Regions from separate parts of the Rattus norvegicus genome. Here region 2 is linked to region 1. A link is a contact called in public Hi-C data. All regions are on one chromosome and are shown on one strand. Each heading gives the region's core, a stretch centred on a gene start, on an enhancer-like site or on the middle of the called end of the contact. The rest is flanking DNA. Distances are from core to core; before and after follow the strand shown. Region 1 holds the start of Gpd1l1 (glycerol-3-phosphate dehydrogenase 1 like 1). Region 2 holds the start of Stt3b (STT3 oligosaccharyltransferase complex catalytic subunit B).

Region 1 (3,674 bases), core at 561-3,060:
GGGGGCTCTGATGGAATTGGTGTGAGGTGTTGCCTAGACACAGGATTAAAGGTTAACATGTAGCAGTTCGAGAATTCTAGGTCTGGTTTTCTATTTTCTTTCTTTCCTCCTTCCTTCCTTCCTTCCTTCCTTCCTTCCTTCCTTCCCCCTTTTTAGGGCAGAGCCTCACTGTGTAACCAAGCTATCTAGATCAGGGTGGCCCCCGATTCACAGAGACCTGCCCACTTGGGGATTAAAGGCCTATATCACCACACACACTTTGACTTAGGTTTTTGAGATGGTCCCAATATTTGGCCTTGGCTGACCTGGAACTTGCAATGTAGACCAGGCTGCCCTGGACTCATAGATACTAATTTGCTTCTGCTTCTAGAGTGCTAGAAATAAACCTATTTTAAAATTAAATTTATTTTAAACCAGGCATTGGTTAAATATATTTAACTTAATCCAGGTAATTGCCTTTAATCCCAACATTTGGGAGGCAGAGGCAGGCACATCTCTTGTGAGTTCGAGGACAGCATGACCTATAAAGTGAGTACTAGGCTGGCCTGGTCTTTAGCATGTTTCAGATCAGCCAGGGCTACACGGTGAGACCCTGTCTCAACAAATGTATCAATTAAAATGTTTTCGTTTACTGTTGTCAAGCTTGTGAGACAGGGGCACTTATATGGATTAGCATAGGGAGGGTTTGAGGACAACTATAGGGAGTTGGTTCTCTCCCTCCTCTGTGGGCTCTGGAGATCTGACTCCAGTTCTTAGGGTTACATCTTTCCTTGCAAAACCAGCTCATCCTCCCCACTCTTGCTTTTGCTTTGTGACAGGGTCTCATGTGACCCAGGTTGACCTCAAACTCACTGTGTAGCTAAGGATGACTTTGAACTGCCGATCCTCCTGACTCTACCTCCCTGGCACTGAGATTACAACACATTCCACCATCTCTGTTTTCTGTCGCCTCGGCGTGCGCATCCGCAATACAACGACAGCTTGGGTGGAGCAGAGGTCATTGAAGCTCTGGCAGAGACGGGAAAGGGGGATGTCCTGTCCTAAGAGTAACCATATGAGGGGACAGTTCAAGTTTCTGTTTTGACCCTGTGTAGGCAAGTTTTACATCCTGAAACACAAGGGTGCTGGCTTGTCTGAGACAAGGCGACAAAGTGGCCTCTCATTTTTATGCTGGTCAAAAATAACTTGGGACTTCAGATTCTCCACGTGCTGTGATTACAGGCCAGAGCCACCAGGCGCCGGGGATGGAACTTCCTGTGTTCCATCTAGCCCTCTACCAACTGAAATACGACCATCACCCTTGTATTGCAGATACTACCAGATCTAGGGCAGAAGACATTAGATTAAAGCTCCAGGCTCGCTAGGAAATTCATAGGTGCCCGGACCTGTCCTGTTTAAACGAATTTGGCAACCGTTGTTAAAGCAGGTGTAGGCTCTGAGCCCAAATCTGGGTGAATTCACAGTCAACTATTTAGAGATATCTGGGCTCCACCCTTAAGTGACAGCTGTCCCTGCGCAGAGAGCAAATAGGTGACACTTCTATAGGTTGGGGCGGGCTTGCTCTGTCCCGAATAGTGACACACAGCAGCAGGACCTCAGGGATCCAGTCTGCGCAATAACATTGGCCTGCGTGTGGCCCGCCTGGAACCGAAAGGGAGCCTGCAGGGAGAGGGACTACACATCCCAACATTCCTCGGGCAGGGGTGGGGCGACACCGGAGGCTGACCAAGCTACCAGCCCGGACCAGGCGTGCGCAGTGGTTCTTGGGAGTGGCGGGGCGGGGCGGATCCTCCGGGCTGTCAGCTGTGGCCCTAGGCGCCTAGGCGGGTGGCGGTGGCCATTGGCGGACAGGAGGGCGGGGCGGGGTCGCCCGGAGCGGCTATACTAGGCCGTTCCAGTGGAGGTGAGCAGCCGGCCCGGGAGGCACTGTGTGTGCTGCAGCGATCCGGCTTGCAGCAGCGATCCGGCTTGGCCCTGGGAGGAAGGCTGTGTACAGCAGCTACCCGGCTTGGCCATGGCAGCGGCGCCTCTGAAAGTGTGCATCGTGGGCTCCGGGAACTGGTGAGCAGAGGCGGGTGGGCGGCGCGGGCTCCGCCTCCAGGAAGCCCCGGTTCCAGGCGGGCCAGGGCTGCTTGCTTGCTGCTTCGGCGTGGACACCAGGGCACCGCGGATACGCAGAGAGGCGGGCCTGCGATCGCTTGTCCCGGTTGGGCACTGCACACACAGAGGCCACGCCGAGGCACCAGTGCACGAGGTGCCCGGCCAAGCTGGCCTGGGTGGCAGCGTGCACGGCGCCCGCGGGCACCTGTCTGCGCATTGGTAACCCTGCGGTTACGGCCACCTGCTCGCCAAACCCCGTTACTTAGCAAAACAACCTAAGGGCGTTCTCCATTCTCCCCTGCCGATCACCCCCATGGAGGAATTTGCAGAGGCTCAGTTCTTACTGCAGTTTGGTGGGTGAGGAAACCGAGGCACAGAGAGTGATAAGGGTCGTTGCTACCTGGGGCAATGCTCTCCTTCAAGAGACAGTTCCCACTTCCTGTGGCGAGAGGTTCCCAATCCTGCTATCGAGAAGGGGCACCGAGTCCCCACCGGCCTGGCTGCCGGAACATGAGGGTCCTAGGGAAAGGTGTTTGCAGAGCTTTGGGGACACCACTGGGCTGGATTTGACTTCACTTATAAAGCGCTTGGTGCTTGGGGGGCTTTCAAGCTCCCAGTAGTTTCAATACCTTGGTGATTCTTAACACAGGAGAAGTTAGGGTCTCTGTGAGAAGGAGACAGAATATGGTGTGTTCCCGCGGCCCAGGGGTAGAACAGTTGAGGGACATTCTCTTGGCTCCTGTCCCCTTCTGTTTTTCCGTGGTCTGACTCACACCACTGCTCAGGGTGCTAGAAGCGGTTCTGTCCAGGAGTCGTAGGAGCCACCTGACTGGTGTTTGAAGACTTGGCTCTGAAAGTCGTTTTGGAGGAAACCTTAGCTGGGTGTTCTTTTCCATTGCGGCTGGACCGGTGGCCTCTCCCCGGCCTCCTGTTGCTGACCCTTGTGTTGGCCTCATCTTTTAGTTGTCTGTCTCCTGGGAGCTCTCTCCTCGGGCCCAGTTCTTTACCTAGTGCCTGGCATGTGCTAATTTTTTTTTTTTTTTTTTTTTTGAGACAGGTCTTACTTCAGCTCTGGCCTGATCTACTCACAGAGATCTGATTGTTGCTATTAAAAAGGGGGTGCAAGGGCCTCACAGACCAGCTTTTTTTTTTTTTTTTTACCCCTTTTGGTGATGGAGATCGAACCCAGGGCCTCTTGAATCATAATGAATGCTCTATAATGAGAAGACATCCACACTCAACATAAAACTACTCTGTTGCTAAGTTAATACATAGACTCCGAGCTGCTGTAGATCAAAACCCCGGGGCCTTGCTCCTCCTGGGAAGCAGCTCTACTCCCAGTCAGACTGCCCTGTGCTTTAAAAGCCAAGTGTTGGAGTAACACCTGCCTGGGATTCCAGTCCTTGGGGCAGGCAGGGGAATCAGAAATTCAAAGCCATGCTTTTTGTATTTTTATTACAATTTGTTTAACTTTTATTTGTATGGGTTTGAGTGTTTTGCCTGCATAAATATGCAAGTGCTCTCAGTGTGCCCTCAGTGTGCCCGGTGCCTGCAGAGGTCAGAAGAGTGCAGAC
Region 2 (3,835 bases), core at 1,078-3,577, 370 kb before region 1:
AGGTGCCTATAATCCCAATGCTCTGTGGCAGTGGCTCTCAACCTTCCTAATGCTGTGACCCTTTAATACAATTACTCCTGTGGACCCCCAACCATAAAACTACTTCTGTTGCTCTATCATATAATTGTCATTTTGCTACTGCCATGAATTACCATGTAAATATTTTAGGAGATAGCAGTTTGACAGAGGGATTGAGACCCACAGGTTGAGAAACACTGCTCTCTGGTGAGGCAGGAGGCTAACCTGGTCTACAAAAAAGACTGTTATCTGACGTTCACATCTATGCCCATAGTACACATATGCCCACTCTCACATACAAAGATGAAAGGATGGTCCCACACAGGTGACTTGTGTTTTACAATTTATTGTAATTGTTTCTACTCCCTTTCAGACTGGGCCTCCCGTCACTAAACCGCCAAGAGGGAGAAGACAGAAACTCAATGGGGAACACCTGTAATACAAGAGACACCCAAAATGTCTAAAGTGAGAGTCACCAGATAAATCCTGTTATTTTAGATGGATAGGTTCATGAAACATGGGTCAAAAGAAATGCCGCCATTTTAACACGCACTTTTCTGAGAAAGGACATATTGCCTCTCTTTGTTCAAAGAGATTGGTTAATATTCTACGGTGAATCTCATTAAAATTTACATGTTTAATAAATGTTGGATATTAAATTGGTGGTGAGGAGATCTATTTATGGAAGGCTTGTTTTCTCCGATGAGAGTCTATTTATTTTTATAAGGAAACCGGCAAAGTTAATCACTAGGTTGGGAGTGGCTGAATATACTAGTTAGGTACGTTTGTTCATTTACCGAAGACAATAAGCAACGAAACACAATTTTATTTTGCAATTTTTACAGGACTTAATCTTCTTTACACACATTTTTAAAAATTCCAGTGTCACAAAAGAAACCAATAAAATATTAACTGGCCCTTGTTTCTACAATAACCTCTGTAGGTTATTGTAGGGAGTGGGGGAGGGGGCTTATATCACAGTAATTCCAGTCTCCCAATGATCCCGCTGATCTTTATCTCTGACTTTTGTGCTTTGGGGGATGGGCGGAGCCAGTTGTGGAGGAAGAAGGCGGTATAAGCAAACTGCCCCAGACAAGGAAAAGTTCCTACACAGGGGTTTTCGGTTCGCTAGTTTGCTAAAGTGGGAATTGGGAAATAGCTAACCTAGTCCAGGAAAAGTTAATTTGGTGACGGGACGAACGTAGGCAGGTGGAAATAGTGAATTCTTGCAGTCAAAAGATTGAGCTGCAAAAATAATGTCCTGGCAATTGGGAAACACAGGAAAAAGAAGGTGACATTTTGTGTGTGTGCGTGCGCCTGGCTGCGGCTCGAACGATCGTCTGCCCTCTCTAAGTTTTCAGGGCAGCACAACAGGGACAGAGAATGCAGCGACCCAGCCACTCACTCAGGCACGTTCAGCCTAGCAGCTGGACCCACGCGCCCAGGACCCTGCACCGCGCCTGCGCGCCCAGTCACGTGGCGGGCGCTCCGTGCTGAGCGGGTTAAAAGTCACGGCCGCCGAGCAGCCGACCGCAGGGCCGTGCTCTCTGCGTCCCTTTAGCCGACTGGGACGTGGGACCTTCTGCTCCTCGAGTCAGGATCCACGCGGGGAAGCGAGCCGAACCTCCTGGTGCCCTTCCCCAGGGCCCCAAACAGGCCCGCGCGCGAAACCGCGTCTTTCAACTGACAATGAAATCGTAGCCGCGGCCGGCGGCGAATAGGCGCGAGGCCGCGAGGCGGAGGGGGAGGAGGGGAGGGCCATTCAGCCGAAGCCCCGCCCAAGACCCTGCTCGCGCTCCTGTTGGTGCACGCCGCCATTCCGGCCCCGCCCCTTAACGGACCTGTCGCTCTGTGACAGGCGGAGGGGCCAGTTCCTGTTGGGAGAGGGGGCGGAGTCAAAGGTTGCCTGAGCTCCGCCCGGACTCCAGGGGGCTCCTCCCCCTTTGTGATCCTCGCGGCGGGGCGGGCGGGGGAATGTCATTGCTGCTCCGAGCCACCGCTCCTCTGGCGCCCTCGTCCCGTCGGCTCTCGCCGCCACTGCCGCCTCCTCAGCCGCACGGGGGACACGGATGGCTAGTGGGGCGCAGGGGCCTTTTGGGTTGAGACCGCGGCGGTCGCGGCTACTGCTGAGGCGGAGACTCCGGATCGCTGCCGCCGCCGCCGCTTCCACCCACAGTGTCCCGGCCTCGCGGTGCTGAGGGCGGGAGCGCGCCCAGCTCTTCCTCCGCCTCCGCCTCCTCCTCCTGGTTGTCGTCGCCGTCGCCCTCCTCCTCCTCCTCCTCCTCCTCCTCTGGGTCTCCGCCCAGCACCCCTCGCTCCAGGCGGCGGCGGTGGCCGCGGAGGACGAGCGAGACCCGCCGCCGGGGCACAACATGGCGGAGCCCTCGGCCCCGGAGAGCAAGCACAAGTCGTCTCTCAACTCGTCCCCGTGGAGCGGCCTCATGGCTCTGGGGAACAGCCGCCACGGGCACCACGGGCCCGGAGCCCAGAGCGCTTCCAGGGCGGCGGCGGCGCCGAAGCCGGGGCCCCCCGCGGGGCTGTCCGGGGGCTTGTCGCAGCCGGCCGGGTGGCAGTCTTTGCTCTCCTTCACCATCCTCTTCCTGGCCTGGCTGGCCGGCTTCAGCTCGCGCCTCTTCGCCGTCATCCGCTTCGAGAGCATCATCCACGAGTTCGACCCGTGGTGAGTGTGCCCGCCCTTCCCCCGCAGGCAGCCCGCGGTCCCCGTTTGTCCAGAGCCCCTCGGATCCCACCCGGTCTCCCGCGGGCCGGGCCGGGCGCGCCCCCTGCCCGCCTGGCGAAGTTTGCCCGGGAGCGGAGCCTCAGTCCTCCGCCCCCGGGGTGGGCCGGCCCCGCGCGGCGCCTCTTCCCCGCCGCGCCCCGGCTTGCTCCCGGGGCCCCTTCCCCACGCCCTCTCCGCCGCAGCTTTGCGCCTTGTTGCATTTTATTTCATTTCTCTCCTCTCCTGCCTCGGAGCAGCCCCGGGATTGCCTTCTGGCCGCTGGAGATGACTGGAACCCCTCGTCCGCTCAGCCTCGCAGTTTCACTCTTTCCCCTTGTATTTTCTCTCTCTTGGAGAGCGGAGTGTTAGGATTTAGGGGGAGAAATATTATCCCGAAAGCGAGCGCAGTGGTAGCGCCTCGTGTTTTTCCAGCCCCAGGTATTTTCAGGAGTGTCTCTTTAACCCCCCTAAGGCCCTTAAGTGCTCTCAGCTCGCCACACTATTTGTACTGTTGTATTGCGTTGCTTTTTAGAGCGAGATCGTTATTCTGTTAGCCGAACTCTCACCCTGGTTGTTACCACAATATCCGACAGCGTTGCATGAGTTCTTTTATTGGTCTCTGCAGGAAGGTCTGTGGAGAAGAGTACAAACCGTACCACACACCGTGCTGGGAGCTCTAGATTGTGGTGCCGAAGTTGCACACGCTGCATGGCACTCATTGACCTGAAGGTTTTAGGGACTTAACCCAACTCTGAACACAGAGTTACCTAGACTGGAAGATTGCTTTGGGCTTTCTCCCCATTGGGCCAACCTGAGTTAAGTTTTTGTTTTTTGTTTTTTTGTTTTTTCTTTCAGAGAGGGGTGGGGGGGTTGAGAAAGAGAGCAGGAGCGCGCCTCTTTAAACTAGTTTATTTCTCTGGCTGCCCTATCAACCTTGAATTAATCTTACTTGTAATTAGACCTAATTAAACGGTAGGGTATTTGTCTTACCATTTGAAATGCACAGAGAATCTTCTTAAGAGTTAATAATATATAGGTTATAAATGAATTTTTGCCGGGGGAACCTAAATGTTCAGTATCGGATTTAAGTTGTACTTT

Evidence for each region. A called contact is a pair of places that touch in the nucleus more often than the background predicts.
Region 2: a contact with region 1 is called in a Hi-C map of liver, with 3 times the contacts expected there. The contact joins the promoter of Stt3b here to the promoter of Gpd1l1 in region 1. A contact is called at or near these places in 1 of 12 Hi-C or Micro-C datasets (liver) and 1 of 1 datasets of contacts at active chromatin or transcription factors (oligodendrocytes).

What each region holds. Positions count from the first base shown.
Region 1 is chr8:123,497,084-123,500,757 of GRCr8, reverse strand. It overlaps Gpd1l1 (glycerol-3-phosphate dehydrogenase 1 like 1), which reads left to right and starts at 1,810. Exons shown (of 8, transcript NM_001191885.1): 1 at 1,810-2,061. The coding sequence starts at 2,015.
Region 2 is chr8:123,870,671-123,874,505 of GRCr8, reverse strand. It overlaps Stt3b (STT3 oligosaccharyltransferase complex catalytic subunit B), which reads left to right and starts at 2,327. Exons shown (of 16, transcript NM_001170539.1): 1 at 2,327-2,698. The coding sequence starts at 2,391.